Linked DNA regions of Mus musculus: regions 2 and 3 are each linked to region 1. The links are chromatin contacts, called in public Hi-C maps. All regions are on one chromosome and are shown on one strand. Each heading gives the region's core, a stretch centred on a gene start, on an enhancer-like site or on the middle of the called end of the contact. The rest is flanking DNA. Distances are from core to core; before and after follow the strand shown.

Region 1 (3,382 bases), core at 573-3,072:
GATTGAGAGGTGAATAGATGTTCCCTTCCACCGTGACTAAACAGGAAGCCTGTCACCACCATACGGGGCTCTGGGCCCCAGGGACTCATCAGCCTTACAAATCAAATCCGGTAAGGTCAGACGTGGTGAAGAATCTTTGTAATTCCTCCACTTAGGGCAGATGAAGGAGAGGGATTGCCTCAAGTTTGAGGCCAGTCTGAGCTACAGAAGACAACCTTGTCTCAAAAGATGGAGAGATGGCTCAGCAGTTAAGAGCCCTGAGTGAGCTCTTCCAGAGGTCCTGAGTTCAGTTCCCAGCAACCACACGGTGGCTCACAACCATCTGTAATGGGGTCTGGTGCCCTCTTCTGGTGTGTCTGAACAGAGCCATGGTGGTGTACTCATGTACATAAAATAAATCTTTTAAAAAGAAAAGATTTATTTTTAAAACCTAATTAATTAAAATAAAATAATAAAATGGAATTAAAAAACAAACAAACAAATTTCATGAAACAAAAGACATGAGAACAGCCTGAGTCTGTAGATCTGTCTGTCTGTCCGTATGTCACTAACTATAGAGGTGGGCAAGCCAGGAAAGGGGGGATGCCAGACGGAGTCGGGGAACCAGAAAAGCAAGAGTATGCTGAGCAGAGGCGGTGAAGAGTCATGTCTGCACTAATGAGCTTCAGGCAGCAAGAGAAGGCCAGACATAGAGAACAGAGCAGGCCACAGCAGAAGAGGCCGCTGAAAAACAGCTCACGAGATCCTGTGTGAATGCCCACTGAACACCATCACAGAGCCCACATCATATAGAGGACAGGCTGGTAGGCTCTGGGACCAGGAAGGCAGTGGTGGCCGTATAATGGCTGGGATGGGAGCCAGGAGGAATGGGCTCCCCATCCTATGCCCCACTGTTGAGGTTGCCCCAGCCACTTGAGGCCTACTTCATGGCTTGCCGGTATTTTGCCACTGGGTATTTTGTGTTTGATCCATCTGTCCCTGTGTGCCTTGCCTGTCCACACCTGCCACTGGGATGAGCTAAAGGAAGGAGCGCCAGGTCCAGATGATACAGAGTGGCGTGGAGACACGGGGAGGATCCGGGTGATCCTGAGAAGGAGGGATCAAGAGCTGTGGCATAGATGTGGGAGGAAGGGGATTGTCAGGGATAGCTTGAAGGTTTGGGGGGGTCACAGAGCATCCATCAGTGGAGACAGGAATCCATCTAGACATGAGTTTGAGGTCCCTGGTCATCCTTGTAGAGTTGCTTCATTGGGACTAAGAGTGTGGGGTTCAGGAGAGAAGAATCGGTTCAGGAGAGAAGAATCTGCTCTAGGAGTGTGATATGAGTAGTGACAGGGAGAGGGGGGGTCTTGATGGCATCAAAACTGGCACCATAATGGCAAATGCCAGGCAGGGAAGTAAATACCACATCTCCATCCCAATCCTAAGAGATGGAGATCCCAGAGCAGACCCTCGGCTGCCAGAGATCCTGAGAGGCCCCGTGGTGGCCATGGAGGAGACTGGCGCGAGAGGGAGATTCACTTCCTAGTAGGCGTTTCCTCCCCAGGCCCAAGGAGCTCCGCAGACAGGGGCTGTCAACCCAGATTAGCTCGGCCACTCTGCGAGGCTAACTCAAGCAGAAATCATGGGACATGTGCCAGCCTTAGCCGGGGCATGACCCACTTGCCGGGGGCAGGAGGGATGGCAGAGAAAGAGGCGTGCCCTGGCTGTGGCCTGGCCCCCAAGGCTGCATGCTTTCTGATCCAGCCAGGTTGGTGGAGGGCAGAGAGCAGCCAGGAGAGGAAAGTGCTGAGCTCAAGGAGAAGCCGTCTGCTGCCCTGTTGTTGCCAAGCCAACTAATCAGAGGCACAACAGGGGTCAGGGAGGCCGGGCCAGGAAGCAGACGGTCGGACTGCCAGGGTCACAATTACTGGCACCAGCCCAGCCTGGAAGTTTGAAGAGTCCCAGAGCACCCTGTCTTCTTCATTCCACAGGCCTTGAGTCCCTACACCAAAGCAGTAGTGCCCATGTCCTGGGGATGCTCTCAACCTACAGTGCCCCAAGCAACACTCATTCTCCCAAGGTGCTGTCACCCTCCTCTGTGAGGTCTCCTCAAAGCGTTTGCAGTGCCTTAGCCCTGACCCCTGGATGCTGACCCACCACCTGAGGCTCAGGTGTCAGCTGATGGTGAGGGGCTACAGATGAATCCTTGCTTTGACCCAGACCTGGCTCTGGCGTAAAGGACCCAGGCAATACTACTTCAGATGAAGAGCCATCAAGAGTCTTACTCCTACCCACTGTGTCCTGTCCAGCAACCTCCCAGGTTCCTAGAACACGATTCAGCCTTTGACCTGAACTGACTGCCCTGGCCCCACCCCCTAGCGTGTCCCACAATCCCTTTGGCTTCCCAGCAGACATCTGGCCAGATGTTCTCCACCCTACTCTTCAGAGAAGACAGCAGTTCTTGGCAGCAGTCCCTGCTTCATCTCTCCCACTCACTCTCTCTCCTCCTTTCTCCCTCCCTCCTGCAGGCCACAGGGACTATTTAACCCCCAGGAAGAGACAGTTCTGGTGGGGATCAAGGATAGGCATCCCTGGAACTCCGGATGTGCCAGGGAACATTTCACTCAAAGCATTCCTTCTGACTCAAGCCCAAGGAAGAAAACAAAATGTCCATGTCAGCTCTGTTCCACAATTTTTCTTTCTCCCAGACCCTGTCCCAAATAAACCTCCCTTGGTCCTTCCAGGAAAGATCCCTGGGTCTTCCTGTCCCTTTTCAACACAGCTGGCCTGACAGTGGATTCCTATCTGGATAGGAAAGGCCAAACCAGACCTGGGTACCAGGGCTGGTACCTTCCCCAAACTTGCCACTGCCCCTCACTTCAAGTCAGCACCCCAATTTCCAGTTATAAAGTGGACGCCACACAATCCTAACATCCCATCGTTGGTTAGAAGAGGGAGTGACATAGCCCTGTGAGACTGTGATGGAGTCGGCCAAAGTGCTTGATGAACTCCAGCCACTTATCAATAAACCCGACGTGAGCCACCCACTCCCACCATGTTCCTTTGTCTTCAGATAATCCCAAAAGGGACCAGAGTTAACTGTAGCAATCGCCATGTTGTCCCGTGGTCAGAATGACGTGGTGCTCGTGGAGGTGGATGGTGGGTAATAACACAAGCAGTCAGGTACAGGGAATGGTGAGAGGTGAGTCCTCACCCCTCACAACGTGCAGTTCCCTGCCCTGCCACACCAGCTCCAGATACATCAGCAGGATGCTCCGTCTTCAGGAATACCCGCCCACACCCTGAGCCCTCTGAGTCCTTGATGGACTCTTCTAAAACCAACCTCTGCAAAGATGTCCCTGAGTCCCCACATCTTCAACCCAAAACCTGCCCTTTACTG
Region 2 (3,382 bases), core at 436-2,935, 240 kb before region 1:
GCTTAACGTATTTCTTGGCTGGGGCGATGGCTCAGTCTGTGAAATGTTTGCTGCACAAGAATGAATCCCAATGCTAGAGGGGCAGAGACACAAGAACTCCAGGCCTTGCTGGCCAAACTGGTGAGTTGCAAATTCAGTGAGAGACTGTCTCAAAACATAAGGTGGAGAACAGTTCAAGAACAAACCTGATATCACCCTCTGGCCTCCACAAATGCACATCTGCACACACCTGTACGCCCTGCACATGCGCACACACAGAGAGGGAGATTGTGGTTCTCTTACTTTTCATATCAACCTAACACCTATTTCTATCTCTCTTCCTCTCTTTCTCCCTTCCTCTCTCCCCCCTTCTCTCTTTCTTTCTTTTTAATACGGTGTCTTACTAGGTAGCCCAGGCTGGCCTTGAACTTGCTATATAGATCACACATGCCTCTACCTCCCAAATGCTTACCATTTTCTTATATATTTAGCATCCTCAGTCATGTTGGAGAATCTCCAGGAACACAACAAAGAAATTCATCACGGAAGTTAAAGCACAGAGAATTTGTGCTTTTGACCCTGGTTACATGACTGACAGCCATTCCTAATTCGCATGCTCTTTATACCACTCAAGAGTCACCTCCAATTGATTTCACGAAGAAGAACAAAGGCCTTATGGCATTTACTCAAATGGCAAATAATTTTACTCAAAAATTATATTAACCCCATACAATGTTACTATAACACGCAATCAGATAACCCAGTCATATCTTTAACGTAGTTTGCTCGAGTGAATGCCTACTAGCCGTAACACGTCGTGATAAGTGTAATCAGATCTTCTGAAAGCTGCCCAGAGCCTGGCACAAAGCGTTTCCTCCTCTCATATGACACTGCTCCAGTTAACACTGACTTCAGGTTTCACACACACCTAAGTCTTTGTGTAAGTTTGGAGAGGAAACGGCCACTCACACTTGTGTTTTACAGGGAGGTCCTGGCATGGCTCAAGATCCAGAGTTCTCCAGGGCTGCAGATGGCACTCACAGATAGGAAAGAGAACACAGTTCTAAAGCCTTTGAGGCCAGAGAGCAGTGTGAGATAAGCTGCTCTGCTATCAGATGAGCACTCACTGCCCTCCCACCGCCCCACACGCCCCGGGTGGGGTGGGAGAAAACTAATCACTAATCTGCCTGGTCGGGAATATTCTGACACATTGCTATCACTATAGTCAGATGTAATAAGCATAAATGTCACTATAAAACCTCTGTGCCTGGTGTTCATTCTCTCTCTCTCTCTCACACACACACACACACACACAAACACACAGGGGGAGAGAGGCGGGAGAAAGGAGAGAGAGAGAGAGAGAGAGAGAGAGAGAGAGCGAGCGCTAGGCACATGAGAACTCTGGGCTCTAGCTGACCATGGTTTCGGTATGAGTCAGCGCTGTGACATAACCATCACAGGGCTAATGCAGTCGTGGGCTGTGTAATAGACACAGAGGGAGAAGGTCCAGGCAAGAATCACCCCGTGGCATTTGCACCTGTCAGAGCTCTGTTCCATTCTGGGCATATTGGCTGAAGAAGAGTTCTAAATTGAAATCCTTCCAGAGAGGGCCACTTCAAGTAATGGCAGCATGCAACGCTGTGGCCCAGGAATGAAACCAACCAAGTTTTTTTTTTTTTTTTAAGAAGACTCTAAGGGACAAGATGGAATAGGGAAGAGGAGAAGAGAGGTTCCTCTTCAAAAAGAGCTCCGGTCACAGAAACTTAACTTCTGGATACCCAATGTAAAATACCTCTTGGGGGCCTTCTCACATTTTGCTTGCAAAATAAACATTTTCAGCAAATTATACCGTATTTCTCTTATGATTTCCTTGACATCATATAAAAAGTTCAGGATGGGGCGGGGAAAATGGTTCCGTTGATAAAGCACTGGTCTCTCAGACCTGAGGACCTGCGTTCTGATCCTCCATAGTCTCACAAAAGCCAGGCACAGCGTCTGCAGTCCCAGCACTGGGTAGACTAGAGGCAGGCGGGCGATCCCTAGAACTAGCTGGACAACCAGCCTGGCTAACCACGGAGCTCCGGCTTCAGTGAGGGATCTCATTTCAAAGAATAAGGTAAAGGGGCAGAGAGTCAGCCCAGTGGTTAAGGGAGGCTCTGCTGCCCTTAGCAGAAGACGAGGGTTCTGTCCCCCCACCCATGCTGGGTGACTCACATTGGCCTATAACTCCAACTCCAGTTTCTGTGGGCACCACATACATGTGCTCACACAGAGAGACACACACCTACATATATGTAGTTAATAAAATTAAGCTAAAATAAATGCAGAAAGTAACTGAGGAAGACACCCAGTGTCAACTGCTGACATACATGTACACACACACACATGTACACACACACATACACACGTACACACACACACATGTACACACACACACAAACCCCTGGATGCATCAGTGCCTCCTGCTCTCAAGTATGCCTCCTCCAGGAAGCCTTCCCTAAAAACCTCTAGCCATTTTCTTTGTGGTCTCCTTGTCACGGGCTTCCCACTACAGCAAGCATTTTCTTCCACTTCTCCTACTTTTCCCTGAGATTGTGCGTTCCCAGGGAAGAGGGCTCTGTTGTGGGCTTGATCTTTATCTTCCTAAATGTTCTCAGTTCATCCGGGTCCTCATCAACAAAAGACTGAGAGAATTTCTGCAGACAGCAGCCAAATGATGAGTTAAAGAATCAGGACAGGTAATCTCTTATAACATCTACATGACAAATCATTGTGGCTATGCTCTTGATGCTAATAACTGAATCAGCCTTTTAGTTTACGACATAATGTGAGCTGAGCTGACAAAGCTGGCTGTGGCATACACCTTACATCTTCATTTCCACGTGGAAGCTGAGCATCATGCCGTAGAAAACGAGCCTTCTGTCTAAAGGCTGCCTCTCTCTTCTTCCAGGCACCGGGGGTGTCTCTCTAGCTGGGGGTGGGAGGGGGCTCTTGACTTCACAGTTGCCCTTTATTTATTTGGATATTTGTGGGGTACCACATGTTTTACAATGCTGTATGGGCCTTTGGTTCATAAAATGCACTGTGGTCTATTTATAAGATACCAGAATGCCACAGAATGAATTTGGTTAAAGAAGAAAGGACCATGGGAGGTATTTTCCCAATGAGATGCTGCATGTTTTAAGATATGCAAAAGCTTTTGGGGGTTTTCACGCATGAATCTTCCAGAGTCTCCTGTGTGTTGGGTTAAGGGACAGTGTTGCTTTGTTCAAGGACAGAGCAGTGGATGGGGCACCACGAGCCATTTGAGAGGCTGAGAATAGAACATACAGGGGCTTCATTAATGCTCCATCACACTTAGTGTAGGGAGTAGTCTTATCTCCAGCACTTTCAGTGTAAGGTG
Region 3 (3,382 bases), core at 523-3,022, 140 kb before region 1:
AGAGCGGACTCTCAAGGTCACCTTAAAGGACTCTCAGATTCACTCCACTAGAGGGAGAAGTTGGGGAGGAGCTGTCACAGAGCCATAATAGCCAGAGCAGCCACCACCAGCAGAGGGACAATGACAGTGACCAGGAGAGAGATAGACACTACCATCACTTGTGTGCTTTCTCTGTTCTGACACCCACAGGACAGAACACTAGGGACAAGAAGAGGTCACACAGATCTCAGGATGAGTGGGGAAGGAAGGTGCAGAGGAGAGGGCACAGGAACAGGTGGGACCTCATGTGCCTGGAGGCCAGCCTGCAGTGCAGGCCATAAGGCTGAAGGAGCCAGGCTCCAGTCAGAGGGACGCTGGGCCCACTCTCCGCCAGCCATGGCGCTTAGCCCTGCCACTGGACTCCCCACCCCCACCCCCGAGCCCCCGTTGATCTCTGCCTCTGTCTTCAGCTCCTATTTCCTGTCATCTACTGACTCATTGAAATTCCTTCCAGTTATAAGAGTTTTAGGTATTCTACTTGGATTCTTTAATGAATAATCTGCTTACTTTCAGTTTTGTAATCTCTTACTCGTCACTCATCTTTCTGAAAGATGTTTCTCTCTTAGCTGGTATATCTGGTGTTTTATTTCCACACTTAACAATTGCAGTGACTGAAGTCCTTTCTGGGCTGTGCCTCCTCGGTACACATTCTATCTGCCAAGTGTTATTTCGTGAATGAAAATATGTAGAATGTGCTGCAATGAGAGAGAATAAGCCAAACATAGATAAGTCATGGAACTGTGCTGCAAACCAGTCAAGAAAAATGTGAGCAGAGGCCTGCAGGAAATGTTCGGTCGTGCAGCAGTCTGTCTAGGGGAGGGGGTCGGTTTGCATTGTCTCTGTAAGTCAGTGAGGTGGTCCCAGAGGGGTGTGCTCTCGGGAGAATGCTGATGGCTTTAATGGCGGTCTCGGCGTATTTTGAATAAGATGCAGTCATGCGTCTTAAGAACCAGCATTTCTTCTTCATTCACAGTAGAAATGGTATTTAAAGGCTGGTTGCTATGCTATAAACCTACCCAAGATGTTCGCTTGCTGTTGAAGTAAAAAAGTTAATTCTTGGGCTGCATGCCTAAGTGGGAAAACATAGGAGAGTTCCCACTCTGTGTCTCATCCCGGTCTTCCTGAGTGCACCCTTCTCTGTGTCCCAGAAGCCGCTGCTGAGGACCTGTGGGCACAGGCCACGCACCATACCCGAGGTCTGCAAGAGCAGGGCTTGTTCATGCTCTGCTCACTTCCGGGGAGAGCCATGACACTGCCACAGCTGGCTCCTAATGACTGCTCTCTGGACCTGTGAGTGTTTCCCCTGGGCCAACCTCCATTTAAAGTATTTTGTAGTCTAAAATAATTTAATTCTGGCTAGAATTAAACCTCTGACCCAATTTAGTTTAATTTTCCCTCTCCTGGAGTCATCATTTGTCACCGTCAGTCTTCCGGTCACTGCCTCGTACCTGCTTATCTCCCAGGGCCGAGGTGTGCTCGAAGCACAGGGTGACCTTTACGTGGCAGATACCAGCTTTCATCTCGCTGGATCCTTAGAGACACGGACTGTGAGATGGGCTGGCACTGATCACCAGCCTCGCAAAGGCCTGCATCCTCCTTTCTAGGCCTGCAGTCTAGGGAAGGGATGTGAGTTTTTATCACTGGTGAACCTTAGCTGTGACCTGAAACTTGGTAATGAGCACTCTGTGCCTATTTTATCATCCATGATTACAATCCATTTTCATGCCATGGAGGCTGTTAGCTGCCCCACGTGAAGCTTTTCAGAAGCCTTTTTCTGTATGTTCCAGTCTCTATCTCCTTGTTAGGGTTGAGCCACTGCGCCAGGCTTCCTGAAGCAGCAGTCCATGCATCTGTGAGTCGCGGGGCTACAGTGCCCACCATGTTTCTTTTTCCATACTTGGTTGTAGTTGTAGCACCACTGGATGGGTCGTGCAACTCTTCCACACTTAGCACAGACCCTAAGGAGCCACTAGCTGTTCCTATTTATAATTATTTAGGATTTTGTGCATGCACCACTAAAAACAAAACAAAACAAAAAAAAAACCACTAAGTTTTTTGTGTGTCATGCATATGATTTAACTTTTACATTCAATATGCATTTTAGGTGAATAGCCTGCCTATTTTAAACCAATATATTAGTAAGCAGTTTAAATCACTCCTGTGTTAATAATTTGTAGCTGTGGCCTCTTAGCAAAACGACCTCATTATTATCTTCACATCCTGTTTCCTCTGATTAACTTAATTACTAAAAGGGGAAAAATCCTTCAGTTACGCCTTTTTAAACTACAGAAAGCTGTATCTTGGCATCCATCTTCAGTCATGTCTGCCAGTGCTCTCCTTTGTAGCTGTAATTGGATCCTATGCGTCAGACCAACAAGAGAACGGAGCACAGTGCTGGCTCTGTTGAAGTAGAACGCCCATTATTAGATTTATAATAACAAATACATAATAACAGGCAATGATTATAGTCCCTAGAACAAGCCCATAGAACTGCTGAAAAATGAAAAGGGGGTGTGAGCGGGGATGGGGGGGCGTTCCTGTCTGTCAGCAGAGCCTCTTCACTCAACCAACCTGAAGGCTGTCAGGTGATCTTACACTGGCCAAGAACTCCACTGGTCTAACCCTTCCTGACCCAATGAGCAGGCTGGCTCTCTGGCACAGAGACAGTTTGCTGGGTTTGTTTGTTTTTTTTTTTTTTTTTTTTTTTTTTTTTTTTTTTTTTCCTGGCATGTTCGTATTAGTCTGTGTAAAAATCACAGCCTGGTGTCTTCCACAGAGAACGCACTGTCCTGAAGGATAACTATCAAGCCTAAGACAACTGGGTTTCAGGGTTCCATATTGTATTAATCAGGTATATTGGCAGGTGACTAAGGCAGGCTGGTGCAGTCTCATGATTTAATACTGAGTCTCCTATTGAGGAGTCAGCTGGAGAGATGCTGGAGAGAAAGCTCTGACATTCAGGTTTAAATTGAGAGAAAATGAGAAACCAGATAAAGCCAGGCAAAAAACAAATTAATTCACTCAGAACCCCTCCCTGCCTTTTCAGTGGAATTCACAGAAATTCTCTCCTGGAAAGGATTGGGACGCCTTTCGGAGCAACCACATATTTGTGTTCAAATATAGAAAGGCAGGATCAGTGCCATACCGTACTCCAGCAGAGCCCTCACGTTCTGAGAGCTTTAGAAGAGCATCCCTGAACGCTGGCCCCCCTTCATCTTCCCCCAAACCTTCTTCCCAGGAAATGATAAACAGGCTCAGACACAGATGAACCAGCTTGATCCTGTTCACATGCCCTGTATCCTCTGGATAAACAAAGTGATCCTGAGGTAGAGCTGAGGCGTGA

Evidence for each region. Hi-C and Micro-C count contacts between places; a contact is called where the count stands out from the background.
Region 2: a contact with region 1 is called in a Hi-C map of the N1E-115 cell line, with 1.9 times the contacts expected there. The contact joins two enhancer-like sites. A contact is called at or near these places in 1 of 15 datasets of contacts at CTCF or cohesin (large pre-B cells), 4 of 484 Hi-C or Micro-C datasets (the N1E-115 cell line, bone marrow-derived macrophages, cochlea and 1 more), 6 of 115 datasets of contacts at active chromatin or transcription factors (the SCID.adh cell line, T-cell acute lymphoblastic leukemia, bone marrow-derived macrophages and 3 more) and 3 of 9 other capture datasets (adipose tissue, embryonic stem cells and liver).
Region 3: a contact with region 1 is called in a Hi-C map of the N1E-115 cell line, with 4 times the contacts expected there. The contact joins two enhancer-like sites. A contact is called at or near these places in 1 of 15 datasets of contacts at CTCF or cohesin (large pre-B cells), 17 of 484 Hi-C or Micro-C datasets (CD4 T cells, the N1E-115 cell line, Sertoli cells and 9 more), 3 of 115 datasets of contacts at active chromatin or transcription factors (the 230-238 cell line, the NIH/3T3 cell line and embryonic stem cells) and 1 of 9 other capture datasets (embryonic stem cells).

Annotation. Positions count from the first base shown.
Region 1 is chr15:80,341,606-80,344,987 of GRCm38.p6, reverse strand. All of the region lies in intron 5 of Cacna1i (calcium channel, voltage-dependent, alpha 1I subunit), which reads right to left. Among named protein-coding and RNA genes, the nearest start is that of Gm31319, 54 kb to the right of the region's middle. Within about 2 kb of position 1,822, at least 13 of the 459 cell types and tissues checked have an H3K27ac peak or open chromatin away from gene starts, as enhancers often do. A contact at or near this core is called in the N1E-115 cell line, where this site is marked.
Region 2 is chr15:80,580,829-80,584,210 of GRCm38.p6, reverse strand. The region is part of intron 1 of Grap2 (GRB2-related adaptor protein 2); the gene reads right to left. Among named protein-coding and RNA genes, the nearest start is that of Grap2, 9.9 kb to the right of the region's middle. Within about 2 kb of position 1,685, at least 81 of the 459 cell types and tissues checked have an H3K27ac peak or open chromatin away from gene starts, as enhancers often do. A contact at or near this core is called in the N1E-115 cell line, where this site is marked.
Region 3 is chr15:80,482,506-80,485,887 of GRCm38.p6, reverse strand. The region is part of intron 4 of Enthd1 (ENTH domain containing 1); the gene reads left to right. Among named protein-coding and RNA genes, the nearest start is that of Gm23220, 26 kb to the right of the region's middle. Within about 2 kb of position 1,772, at least 23 of the 459 cell types and tissues checked have an H3K27ac peak or open chromatin away from gene starts, as enhancers often do. A contact at or near this core is called in the N1E-115 cell line, where this site is marked.